Regions from separate parts of the Gossypium hirsutum genome. Here region 2 is linked to region 1. Evidence: chromatin contacts called from public Hi-C data. All regions are on one chromosome and are shown on one strand. Each heading gives the region's core, a stretch centred on a gene start, on an enhancer-like site or on the middle of the called end of the contact. The rest is flanking DNA. Distances are from core to core; before and after follow the strand shown.

Region 1 (7,300 bases), core at 875-3,374:
TTATCCTTTTAGAAAATGTTTTATTCAAAAAGACCATGAATGGTTGACTTGTATACTTCCTCGCAAATGAGTAATGATTTTCTTAAATATTGGATTGTTTTGAATTAAACCTATTAGTTAATAAATTTTAATATCCAATAATGATGTTATGATACGATAATAATGTAAAATCGAGTCCTAATTTAGTAAATATGGACCTCAGTTTGTTTTTGTTAGGATTTTCATAGTTCGTATTTATGTGAATCGTACTCTGAATTAGCTTAATAAGTAATTAATTTCGCCTAACTTAAAAATATTAGTGACAACTCCTAGATATGGTTATCCTTGTTATTCAAATGTTGGAATTATTGGATACATTATGACATATATACTAAAAATTAAAATAATGACATAAAATATTATTAGAGGTAATAGAACTATTATAAAAGCTGGATGCGGTAGAAAAAAGTAAGGTGGTATTTGTTAAATTCATAAGTTAAGTGCTGAAAATTTAAGTATTAAAAATTTAATTTATGAGACATTTGCTATATTAATTAAAATTAAGAACATTTGCTATATTAATTAAAATTAAGTACAAAATATAATTAGGTTGTATTATAAATATTAATTTTAAATTATGAACCCTTTTTATTTTATAATTTTAAAAGATTTCATGTCAAAATTAAGTGATAAGTAACTCTTTATCTACTCATATTCTTTATATAGAAATATTATATGGTGTGAAAAAATAAATTACAAAAAATAATTATTTTCATTCTATTTAAACTCTAATCTTATCACGTTGATGCGCATATGAAGTTCTGGGCTGCTCTTCCATTTTTGGGCTTCTTGAGAAAAATGAACCAAATTTTAAAAATTTGGGCTTGTTGACAAAAGAGAGCCAGAACCACACTTAATGAAAATCAAGTTAAATTTGTCAGAAGTGGGATTTGAACCCACGCCCTCTCACGAGGACCAGAACTTGAGCCTGGCGTCTTAGACCACTCGGCCATCCTGACTGTCTGCCCTAGTCCTGGTAAAACAACTTTTCTCAATACGTCACTTGAGTTGATTGTAAATTTAATATTTTTTTTGTTAATATTAAAAATCCCAGTACAAATTTATAATTAATTCTTTTCATATTTTATGACTAATATTATATATATTATACTCCCGTATAAATACTTTTACTAATTGGTTGTTTTACCCTTGCATTTGATTTTATATCAATTAATATTTCTTTTATATTTTGGACAATTTTTGTGGATGATATAAAAAATAAACCATGTCATTTTTAATAAAGTTGTTCAAAATAATTAGTGATAATGTTGCATTAAATTTGAAAATTATAAAAAAATAATTATAAATTATATTAAAATTTATAAAAGGCTCATAAAAATTAAAATATATATATGAATACATGAACTGCTATGTAAATTGCTATGTTTTAAGTTTCAAGATTTTAATCCATATTTTCATTAAAAAATAAATTAAACTATTTTTCAAAAGATTGATAGTGAAATTTGACTTTTTTTTAAAAGAATGAGGGTCAAATTTAGTTTTTAAAAAAAATAAGGGTCAATTTGACAAAAGATATAAACTTTTAAAAGCTAAGGCAAACTTTTTAAAATTAAAGATTATTTTTATAATTTTCCTAACTTAGTTAGTTCTGGGCGACTGGTGACACCAATGCAGTCAGGAATTTTATTAATCATATAGAAATAGAATTGATGGATGTAATAAAGTATAAGTAGTAAAATTCAAATGTATAAATAAATCAAAATAAATTTGTAGTTATTTAGTAAATTTAAAGTTTTTCCAATGAAATTGATTGACATGAATTTAAATCGTATATTTTTATTATTTTTTAAAAATTAAAAAGATTAAAATAACCTTAAATATCTTCTTTTAAATATAAAATATTATTTTTATAATTTTTTAATCGAATTAATACTCGTAAGAGCATCCTACTTAAAGATTTTATTAATAGTAAGAAAGATAGAAGAGTTGTTAAATTTTTTAATTACTAGAAAAATTAAGTTTTTTAAGAATATATCTATAAAAGGTACTTTGAAACTTGTATAAAACCAAAAATTAAAATAGAATTATTATAAGAAATTCATAAATTTAAAAAAAATCGACAAAACCTAACCAAATAAACCTTCTTCAACGCTAATTGGTTGTGGCTCCACGCGCCATACAGGCTTGTAAATGCTGAAGGTCGTTTCTGGGAGATAATCCACTCGGCCGGCAAAGTTTTGTCCTTAGGTCTCGTCGTCACACTCTTTTGGAAATGGAATCCAATCCACCATAGTACTATTAAGTCAACCATTTCCATAGCCTACTAAAAGATAAACACCGCTCTTCATTTCTCCACTCACTCAAACAACTAGTAGCATCTATGGCTTCCATGGCTTCTCTTTCAGCTTCTTACCCTAAATATACGTCCAATTTTCCGACTAGATACACGCACCTGTTGTATGATTTATGTCTTGTTCCACGAAATCTTCCTCTTATGAAAAATGGGTCTTTCTCGGATTTGACAATCGTTAGAAGTTCTAATCAAACTGAATCAATGATCGGTTAGTGTGTATTTTTTGGTAAATTATGTTATTACATTTCATATCGCATCATTTCTTATGAGCTTTCTGTATTTGGTGGGTGATTTTGTCTTGGCAGATTCTACTGATAAACTATCAGACATTCCTTTACTGTCTTGTTTAGAGGTTTCTTTCTTTCTGTCTTACATGATATCTTTGATTTCCCATCTGTAATGTTTTTCTTTCTTTTCTTTTTTTTTATTTACTTTTTTTGGTTTGTTGAAGGCTATTGAAAAGCTAAAACATAACAGAGAAAACAACAAAGGGAACCAGCAATACCTGGCTATGTACTCTAGCATATTTGGTGGAATAGTAACCGATGAAGCTGCCATGGTGATCCCTATGGATGATCACATGGTTCATAGGGGACATGGTGTCTTTGATACTGCCACAATAGCGAACAGGTTAGTGAATCTTTCAGCCAAAGAGCTCATTTTTTTGTCCCTAATTTGGAATGGAGTCCGTAATCATAAAATAATTTAATAACCCTTTTTATAACAAGTTGGATTGATTAACAGATTGATGAAAAAATTATATTATATCTTGATTGAATCAAGATTGAGGCTTTGAATCCAATAGAATTGGGTGTTTTTCAACCAAGAAGAGAAAATTACTTGTGTATGTATATATGCATGTTAAGTTGGTACTTTGTAAAGCTCTATTATGTTTTTTCTACATTTCAGACACCTCTATGAATTAGACCAACATGTTGATCGTATCGTAAAGTCGGCAACTATGGCAAAAATCATTCTTCCATTTGATCGTGAGACTCTCCGAAGAATTCTTATACAAACTGTAAGTGTATCCAAGTGCATAAATGGATCACTGAGATACTGGATTTCAGCTGGACCTGGTGACTTTCAACTATCCCCTTCTGGCTGTCACCAACCAGCTCTTTATGCTATTGTGATTGAAGATAAATCTTTGTTCAATTCGAAAGGCATCAAAGTAGTTACTTCATCAATCCCCATGAAGCCTCCCCAGTTTGCCACCATGAAGAGTGTGAATTACCTTCCGAACGCGCTTTCAAAGATGGAAGCTGAAGAAAAAGGTGCATATGCAGCAATTTGGCTGGATGATGATGGATTTGTTGCTGAAGGGCCTAGTATGAATGTGGCATTCATTACAAAGGAAAAGGAGATGTTGATGCCGAAATTCGACAAAATTTTGACTGGTTGCACGGCTAAGAGAGTTTTGACTCTTGCAGAGGGACTGGTGAGAGAGGGGAAGCTTCGTGGAATAAGAGTGGATAACATGAGCGTCGACGAAGGGAAAAGCGCAGACGAAATGATGCTTATTGGCAGTGGAGTCCTTGTTCGCCCTGTAATACAGTGGGATGAACAGGTCATTGGCGATGGTAAGAAGCTTCATTTTTTACATTAGTTGCAACATCTAGTTACTAGTTTCTTGCCTTCAAATTTGTCTGCATTCATCATTTTAGTCCTTCAATTTTGATTGGTTAACCACATTGTCTGAAAACATAGAGTGTCTTTAATCAAACTGCCTCGAAATAGGTTGAACTCGGAAGACCTCTCTCCGAAGTTTCCTTGAAAGCTATGTAGCTGATGTACCATTGTTCTTCAAAAGAAATGCTAAACTGATGTGTTAATAATTTAGGGTTCATCAAGCCTCTTCTCATACATTATGTGTTTATTTGTAGCGTTGATAGTGCCCTTTATGCGTTTCTTTGTAGGCAAGGAAGGTCCAATAACTCAAACTCTCTTGAACTTTATCCTGGAGGACATGAAATCCGGTCCTTCATCAGTCCGAGTACCTGTTCCTTGTTGAAGCAGAAGCTTTGATTCATTCTCTTGCTCTCAGAAGGTTTGTCGAAGAATCTACTTCTCACTTGTTGGCTCTGCATATAGACATAACTCTGCAATATCTTATAATGCAAAGCACTATGGTATGTAAATTAGCTTGGTGTATTTAGTTTTGAAACTTTAAAAACAGAATGGATCAGCTTAGTTTTGTTTGATTATTTCATTGTTAAACAAAATTTTATTTGACCATTATTATTAAAACATGTTAAGAACCGTAAGGAAAAGAGATATGAATGGAGTAGCGTGATATGTGTCCGTTGGTAATGTACAATAGAAAGAATGGGATGTTTTTGTGGGACTCAGGTCTCCAACCTCAACAACTACTTTTTGGGTTGTGGTTCTCCGACAATTATCACGTCTCTCAATTGCAATTGAGCAACGTGGTGATGTTGGTAATATAGTGTTCACTCGCGGCTATGAAAAAAATAATTAGCACAAAGCCACCCGCAGCTCAGTTGATGATGCTGAATAGCAGAGATTTAAGCTAACCCGTGGGCGCCGAGATTATGTGCTGATGTGTGTCCAAATGTAAGGCATAAAACTTGGATTTTCTTGTGACTATGTTGTAGTTGTGACTTGTGGCCTAAGCAATTGCGTGGTATGCCTACTGTTTCTCGACCTAACCATTTTCAATGTTAGAAAATATATTCATAAGGCATATTACAAAGTAATGCAATTGGCAGTGCGAAATTGAATGCCTGATATTATTTCATTATAGTAACAAAGAAATATTTATTTCTGATTGGATTTTGAATTTCTTTTTTCACATTAATCCTTAAATTCGGTCCTTCAAAATGGTTTTGCTTCTTGCTTGTTTATCTTTGTTGGGTAAAAGCACCACAGAAGCCCTGTACTATACCCTTCAAGAAAAGACACAGGTCTAAAAGAATCTAAACAAGCGGGAAACTTCTAAAAGAAAAGCAACAAAGAGGTAAAAGTACCACACAAGCCCCTATACTATACCCTTGATTGCATTTTAGCTCCTTTATTGAAAAAATAGGTAAAATAGTCCCTGTACATAGATGAGTGAGCAAAACAGCCATTTGTAAAATTTTAGTTAAACATATATAAGGTAAAAATAGTCCTTTTACACATTTATTCAATTTGACCCCTACTCTTTTATTAGAAGTTAGAAAATTTTGAAACTAATAAGGCTAAAGGGTCAAAAAGATCTTAGCAACAAACTAAAAAACAAAATCAATTAAGCCTTTTTAAATTTTAAAAATCATAAAAATTATAAAAAAAATTGTTATACAAATTTTAAAATTATAATTTTTTATTAAAAATAAAAAATATTGGCCCAATAAAAGAGTAGGGGTCAAAATTTTTTTAAAATCTTATAACATTAGATTGTAATGGGCCGGTATTGTTGTTCTTTAATAAAACTTTTATAATTTAAAAATTCTCATAACTTTTTTCATAAATTTTGTTTATAATTTTTTATTCTTGAAGTTTTAAAAGGGCTTAATTGATTTTTTAAATTTTTTTACTAAGGTTTTTTCTACCCTTTAGCCATATTAGTTTAAAATTTTTCTAATTTACTTTCAATAAAAGTAGAGGTCAAATTGAAAAAATGGATAAAGGTTGAAGACTAAATTTGTTATTATTCCCTAAATATAAATGCCAAATTTTATCAGATAGGCTGTTTTGCTCACTCAACTAACCTACAAAGACTATTTTTTTCCCTTTTTTTTAGTAAAGGAGCTAAAATGCAATCAAGGGTATAGTGAAGGGGCTTGTGTGGTACTTTTACCTCTTTGTTGCTTTTCTTTTAGAAGTTTCCTGCTTGTTGAAATTCTGTTAGACCTGTTTTTGTTTTGTTTTTTTTTTCTTTTTCTTTTTTTGTGAAGGTAGATTCTGTTAGACCTGTTAATTAGACAAGTACAGTCAACTTTATTATGGGTTAAGTTGACTGGATTAATTTAGGTTTTAAAAACAAAATTATTTTTGTTGGAGTTAATTTGTTATTTTGAATTTGGATTAATTTTAGGTTTGATTTACGTTACGGTGGTTTTGAAGGCTTTAATTGTTTTGCGTTTGAGTCATTTAGGTATGAAATTTGAATTTTCAAGTTAAATCGTTATAGATTTAAATTATTTTAGGTCATGTTAATTTTAAATTTCGATTATTTTGAGTTATTTATTCAGGTATTTTGAATTGAATAATATTCAGATTAACTTAAATAAAAATTAACATATCTAATTTTTTTTAATGAATAACAGTGATTAAAATATGATAAATTTAAATAGGTGAATTTGATGGGATTCTAAAAACTAACTTGATTAGTTAAAATTCAAATTAAATTCAAATTGATTTCATAATTATAAAATAATATATTAAATCTATTTAATTCAAATTTAAAAATAATCTAAGTTTAAAATAATTTAAATCCAAAAAAATTTAAATTCAAAATAATTCAATTAAAAAACAACTTTAACTCTAAGTAATTTGAACCTAAAAGTTTAAATCTAAAATAATTTAATTTGAAAAATTCAAATCTGTTATGAATATTTAAGTGAATGTCCATCATGATCAAGATAAAGTTTTGGTGTACTTTAAATTCTAATTAGAACTCTACTTCTTTTATACTTCTTATACCTATAAATAGAGACTCTGATGAAGCATTGTAATCATTCATTTCTTATCAATAAAGTACATTCTCCATCCCTTTCATATTTTAATTTTTTTTATTTTTTATTCTCTCCATCTCTCTTTATTTTATAACATGTTATCAGCACGATTTTGTTCAAAGTGATAGTTCGTCAATCAAATTTATCCTTCATGATTTTCAATATCTTTGACGACAAGATACAAAGTTTTTACAAGAAAATTCTTTTATTTAATGTTTCATATCTGATTATTCTTTTTTATTCTTCTTTCATTACACGTTATCATTAT
Region 2 (7,413 bases), core at 634-3,133, 840 kb before region 1:
GCATTTAAACTTGACAGTTAAATTCATTTTGGTCCCTAAACTTGAAAAATAAAAAAGTTTAATGATGTGGTACTCTAACATTGTGCCACATCATTACATGAAAATTTAAAATTTATAAATTTTATATAAATTTTCAGGTGATGATGTGGTACAACTAGTTCAACATGTTCCCTATTCAACCAGTTTGATCAATTCAACCAACAAACTAACAATAATTAAATAAGTAATTAAAATTCATAAAAATATAAAAACATAAAATAACAAAAAATATATATTAAACTGGTTCAATTGGCAATTTTTGTCCTAGATTTTAATTTTTACCAATTTCAAACAGTTTCCGTGTCAATCAGTTTAACCCTTTTGTTTGAACCGTTACATTGCTTAATTCTCAGTTTGTCTACTTTGATCATGCTCTAGTAACATTGATTATATCTCCAAATCTTGACAAGATCTAAGTTCAGGGACGAAAATAGATCTAGTTGCCAAGTTCAAAGATCAAAGTAGACAAAAAAATTTACAAGTACCTAAGTGGACCTAATTGCCAAGTTCAGGGGCCAAAACTTATATTATCCGTAAATTTATATACTTTATTTTTAACATAGTTTGATCGTTTATTTTTATAAAATTATTAGTAAATTCAAATTTATAATACCGTTTATTATCGTCAATAAAGAGATGACGCATTTTTAAAAAAAAATAGTTGTAAGCATTAGTTGACATATATTTGCTGTTGATTGAACATAGTTGATTGAATTTTCACATGATATTGATTATGCAGTTGAATAATAGTAAAAAAATTCCACATAATCACTTTAATAGGAGCAAGTAAGGGTGCTAACATTTTGGACTTACTAATATATATCCATAATAAGAGCTGGTAAAACCGGCTTGAGCTTGAAAGGCTGTTTGTGTTGGTCCGAGTCCGAGAAAGCTCGAGCATGAGAAAATCTTAGCCCGAAAAACCAGAGCTCGAGAAATACTCGAGTCTATAAGACTTTGAGTTCGGGACCAATTTGACCTGAGCTTGAGAATAACCTGACTCAAAGTTTTAATTTATAATTAAACAACCATAGACATTAATAATTAATATAGATTTCAATATTAAAAAAATATATAATATTTTTTATGAAAATTTATTCATATGCATGACATATTTATAATAAATTTTTATTAATAGGAAACACAATTAATAGTAATTTTTTATGTTAAATTATAAAGTGAAAATTAAAAATATTAATTTAATATAAAATATTTTTATTACTATGATTATATATGTATAATAAATATATAAAATTAATAGATATTAAAATCTATACTATATAACTATTATTATATTACATAATATATTATATATTATATGATATAACATTATATGACATAGAAGAAGAGCTAACTTTCAAATGTATGAAAAGTATAACGACCTAGAGCATATTTCAAATAATATAATAACAATTAAGAATTAATAATTAATATATAACGTACTTCTATTATATATAATAAAAGATATAATATTACTAGATATTATAATGTTTAATCATTGATGCATATATATCAATTATTAATATATTATATACTATAAGATATAACATTATGTAATATAGTAGGGGGGCCAACTTTGAAATTTATAAAAAATATAGGGACTTAGAGCATATTTCAACCAGTATAATAATAAACAATAATATATGATAATAATTAAAAATATTATGTACTACTCTACTATTATAACATGTGATATAGTATTATTTAGTGAAATAATATTATATATATAACTATAATTATATTATAGACTATAATAAAATATATCATATCTGTAATGGGCCGAATCTACCCAGGCCTAATAACAAAAAATCAAACCCAGATACCCATTTACAATGGGGCCCAATGGCCCAAAACCTAAACCTAAGTTTAGCCAAACAGCCAAACCCTAGCAGTAAGGAGCTCCGCAGCCCTAACCTGCAGCGCCGTACAAGCTTCCAGCGCCTCCGTACGCCGTACACTTCCACGCGCCACGCATACCTGCAAACAGACAAGAAAACAACAGCAAATAGAAACAAAAAACAACGGAATAGCAAATAAAGAGGGCTTGTATTTTCATTTTTGATTATTGTTCGGCTAATAAAACCAAAAAGCCTTTTCATTGTAAAACTATGAACGCACACTACAATACATATATTAAATAGTAGAAAAGAAAAAAAAGAGTGATCTAAAGGTGATTTCAAATTTTTCCCTCTTTTCTGTCAATTTGCTTGCATTATTTTGGCATAGAAAACGAAAAAGGATGCTTGAAACAACACCGATGAAAGCCCTCATGTCTCAGGAATATGGTGATTCGGGCTAGGGTTGTTTTCTCTTGTTTTTCGTCGGATCTCGCCTTGTTTTTGACAGAATAGTACAGGATTTTAAAGTTTCTGTTTTTTTAAAAAAAAGGGGAAAGGAGTACTCTTACCGAATCTTCGTGGGTAAGGCTTTCTTCAGCAAGATCCGATCCCTATTCGTGCACCGTCAGCCATCAAATTGATAGTGGTTTGGGCAGTTGCTTAATGAACCCAAAGAGAATGAAGGGTTCTGTTTCTTTTTTTAAATTAAAAGGTTATTTGTGTTTTGAAAGGAAAATAAATGGGAATATGGATTTTAGCATTAAAATAAGTCTGTGCCTTTTCATTAGAAGTGGGAAATTTGCGCATTAAATCCTTCCTTTTGCGCGATTATTCAATTGTGCCTTATTTGTTTTGCCCTTTTTTTAATTTGGCTCTTTAATTCGTGCGCGTTTCCATTTTAGTCCGCGATACAGTGCTGCGTTTTGGGCTAGGGATATTTGCAATTCTAATCCCCAGACATTCATGCGCCTTGTACATTGATCTTATTTATGATTATTTGTATGTTATTTTGGATTCAATTTTAATTTGGTCTTTCATTTGTATAGTTTGCTAATTTAAAATGCATTTAATATTTTATATGTATTAATCCATGTTAATAATTTTGTTTGTTTACATTTGTATAATTATTTTGAGATTTTTTTTATCTTATTATTTTTACATTGTGCATCCCATTTCTTTAAATATTTTATACATATTTGTATATACATCATTCTTATTAAATTCTTAATCTATAATAAACATTATTTTGAAGTTAACAACATTCTTATTTATTTTTGACAAGATCATCGTTTTAAAATTCTTTTTACATTAAATTATTTTAATACCTCATTATAAAGTTTTAATTTAAATATTTTTATATATTGATACATAAATTATTTTAATAGAGTTTTCTATTTAAAATATTTCTTGATTCATGATTTACTTAATGTTTTTATGTATATATGACACTATTTTGGGAACTTCATTTTTATGTTTATAAAATTATTATTTTGAAATGTTTCTCTATATTATATTATCTTAGTATGTTATTTAGTATTTCTTTAAAATGTTTTTAAGTATAATGGTACTTATATAATTTATAAGCTAACTTAATTTTGTATGCATCATTCATTTCATGCCATTTTTTTTACAAGTAATTATTCTTAAATATATATATATATTTGGTACATATATCTTATCATGTACTCCACCATTCTTTCATATTTTTAAGTTATTGTATATTGTCGTTTTTTAAATGAATTTGTGTTGAAAATGTTTCGCATACTATTTGATTCATATAATTTATTCTATAATATTTATTTCAATGATTATATTTATAGCCTTGGTTTTTTTTTACCTAAATTATTTCAAATTTATCAATTCACCCACTCATATATCATATATATTATGTGTTCATTCGTCTATTTTGAAATTGTCTTATACCACATTGACTTCTAAATTCCATTTTGTCTTGTATATGATCTGTTGATTGATTTATATTGTGCCATATTTATTGTTGTTGTATATTATTTATTCGTTGTTTTATTTTTTATATTAATTGTTTTCGATCCATGCTAAAAAATTTGATCACATTTTTCGTAGAATAGTCGTACTTAATCGTTGGAGTTATCAATTGTGGTTTATTGTACTTTAGGTGTGCATATTATCGCATGTTTATTCTTTTTTAAATGTTTCTTTGAAATACACTAATTATTCTATTCTATTTCAAGTAAAATTAATATGTTTTAAGCTAGTTTTATAACTATTCGTTTAAAAATTCTTTAAAACGAAGGTAATGTTCGATGTTTGGCAATTTGGGGAATCGTGCCCTATCGTGCTGGGTTGCGATTTCCTGTTTGTTCAAAATAATCGAATATCCCTTTAGAATTTCACTCATGTTCTCTAAATTCTAAAATAAGGCAATGTTCGATGTCTAGAAATTCGAGGAATCATACCCTACTGTGCTGGGTTTCGATTTTTTCGTTGGACTAAATAATTGGGCATCATTTTGCATATAAATTTTTAGAAGTTGAAATTTATCGTGTTTCGAGGATACAAAGGATCGTGTCCTATTGTGCTGGATGTGATGCTGTATTCCTCTGAAACAAGGGAATTTTGACGACCAACTCGGGCTATTCAAATAAAAAGAACCACCTTTCAAAAACTCTTTTAAATCTCAGACATAAGGACAATATTTAATCATTTTGGTACCAATTTTGGGCATAATGAGGGTGCTAATCCTTCCTCATACGTAACCGATTCCCGAACCCGTTTTCTCAAAATTCGTAGACCAAAATCATTGTTTTAGTAAACCAAAACGTTTTATTAAAATGACCAAACTCCTTGGTGATCCAGTCACTCCTAAGTAAAAGATTGGTGGCGACTCCATTTTTGTTTTAAAAGTTGATCGTCCGTTTTTGTTTTCAAAATTTAAAGATGGTTTTGACAATATCAATAGCTATGTGTAATTTAGTATATTAAAATGCATATTTACAATTATAACTAGCAATACATAAAATATTATTAAAAATTTAATATCTTAATATGTTAGGCTGTCGACCTATAAAAATAAAAATTTATTTGAAAAATATAAAAATTAGTAAATAGCAGCAAGTAGATTCATATTCATAAAGACCAATGATAATTTTATTTCTCTAATAAACAAGTAAAATAAAGATAAGGGGGTTTACAGTCAAAAACTAAAATTAAAATGAAGCAAAGTAAAAAAGTTCATAAAATAAAATAAACATGAAGAAACTCTAGTCAAAGGTAAAATATTTGTTTGATTCATAGATTCAAGTATCGATGCAAGAATAATTGCAGTGCCTTAAATTAGTTCTAGTTGTTGATTCAATGTCGTGCAACCAATCTTTTTTTAGTTGTTCGGTAACCAAGAGACAACTCATTTGAAATTACTTCCCTAACCAATAAATAACCTTGCAATTCAACAATTAAGATTTAACTTATCAACAACATTTAGAACCAGAGTTACCTAATTCTAACCAAAAAACTCACCTCAACGGGGTTCATAACGTAAATGAATTATGCTGTTCGTCACTAGTATTAGAATAATTTAAGTAATTACAAATTTAATTATCCTAATTGACAAGGAATGCCTTCTAAACTATCAAATATGGCCACATATTTAATAAACCTGAGCAATTGTAATTAAAATAGAAGATGCATGAATATCAAAGAATCAAGAAGAATTAAAGTGAAAATTAAGTCCCACGAATTTATTGAACCAAATTTCAATTAATCTTCGACTAGAAAAACAAGTCCAGAAACCCATAAAATAAGGAAAACAAAATAAAACTAAGAACGGCTAGGTCTAAGTCCTCCTAATCTTAACCTGATAATGTCTATTTATAGGGAAAAAATATTACATTGAAGAAAATACAAAAGTGCCTTTAATTAAATAAAATAGAAAATTTCAAGATATTTTGGCAATTTTCGCATCAAACTTCTAGACCATATTTGGATGTCTTCTTGATGTTTGTGGAATTCATCTGTGAAACCACCTTAGTTATATATTTTGATTCCTTTCGAATTTGTATATTATAGGTCCAAAACAAATGTCTATAACTCAAGTTATAGGCAAAATACTAAAGCTACACGTTGTTGAAAGTCCAAACCGCAAAATAAATAAAATATAAGTATAAATACTATAATTAAGAATAGAAAATAAAATAATTTAAGGTGAGAAATATCACAAATAATTGAAAAATTATGCACTTATCAAACTCCTCCAAAGTTGAATCATGCTTGTCCTCAAGCATGAAACTAATGCAAATAAAAATGCAAATGCATATGTGAAACCTAAAGAAATGCTTAACTTGAATTAACAATTGAAATTATTGTCATATACCAATGAAACAAATAAACATGCTTTTATGGATACAATCGAAGTCCTATATGCTAAACAATATATAGCAGTAATAATAATTTGTACAATTATGAAGAATTATAAACAATAGGTCTTCATACTTGTGTGTGGTTGTCTTCCCTAATAATATGCAATGTTTAAGAGATAGAAAAAAATCAAGAGAATATTTTCAAACTTCATCGTACTTCCAAAAATGATTAGGTCGCCAAATTTAACAATTTAATTGAGCACAAAGTATCAAACCAATTTTTTTTCCAATTTCATCGCAAAGGTTTATCAATTAGCATTAGATGAAGGCATAATTCAAATAATATAACAATTAAAATTTTCCATTTTTTTAAAATTTAGGTCTATTACCTTTGAATGTGAGTGTCGATAACAACGTAAGCACCTACCCTGAATTACTCAATTAATCAAACCTAGACAGCCTTTGACTTTACTTATATCTACAGCAGCGGAGTATACTAGAAAAAATCGAATATTTTGACACAAAGGTAAATGACAACTAAGCACCTACTCCTGGTTATTTAGTCAGGACATTAGTTCATTTTAGGGCTCATATAGTAGATAGCAGGGTAAACAATTCTCATGCTCATTATCAAAATTATTCAATTAAGCACATTCATCAATATATAGTCCACAACTCAAGCTAAAAATAATTCAAATTCTCACCTAGATCACTCTTTATAAGCATTCTTCAAACAAAATTATTCTCAAGAAAATTCTAAATTGATTATAAAAAATATATCAATAGAAAAGAACAATGAATTTAAATCATATGGAGCATCTATAGTTCTAATAAACATCCTAACAACATATATCAATGTTACAAATTCTATGTAAACTCAATATACAAGTTTAGAAAATATTCATTACGAAAAATTTACAAACCTTAGGAGCATATAAAAATATTTCAACATCTTATTAAGTTAAGATTTCATTCAAACTACATGCATCATGCAAAATTGAAAGGAAAAGAAAATCAACAATAAAATAAAACATGCAAAAATTAAAAAAAGTTAACCAAAAAATTCATGCAAAATAAATTGACTCAACTCGACTCCCCCACACTTAAATTGAACATTGTCCTCAATATTCCAAAATTAAACAAAGAATTAGTGAACTTCCCTTTTAAAGTGATCATAAATTAGATTGAAATAGACCCATCTT

The links. Hi-C and Micro-C count contacts between places; a contact is called where the count stands out from the background.
Region 2: a contact with region 1 is called in a Hi-C map of leaf, with 3 times the contacts expected there. The contact joins the enhancer-like site here to the promoter of LOC107963323 in region 1. A contact is called at or near these places in 5 of 34 Hi-C or Micro-C datasets (callus, hypocotyl, leaf and 1 more).

Annotation. Positions count from the first base shown.
Region 1 is chrA06:34,039,181-34,046,480 of Gossypium_hirsutum_v2.1, reverse strand. LOC107963323 (D-amino-acid transaminase, chloroplastic) reads left to right here and starts at 2,124. Exons shown (of 5, transcript XM_041115180.1): 1 at 2,124-2,561; 2 at 2,659-2,705; 3 at 2,805-2,983; 4 at 3,263-3,936; 5 at 4,273-4,560. The coding sequence starts at 2,381. The coding sequence ends at 4,367. It overlaps TRNAL-CAA (transfer RNA leucine (anticodon CAA)), which reads right to left and starts at 998; the gene lies at 915-998.
Region 2 is chrA06:34,877,246-34,884,658 of Gossypium_hirsutum_v2.1, reverse strand. No RefSeq gene overlaps it. Among protein-coding and RNA genes, the nearest start is that of LOC121231128, 74 kb to the right of the region's middle. Within about 2 kb of position 1,883, at least 9 of the 9 cell types and tissues checked have an H3K27ac peak or open chromatin away from gene starts, as enhancers often do. A contact at or near this core is called in hypocotyl and leaf, where this site is marked.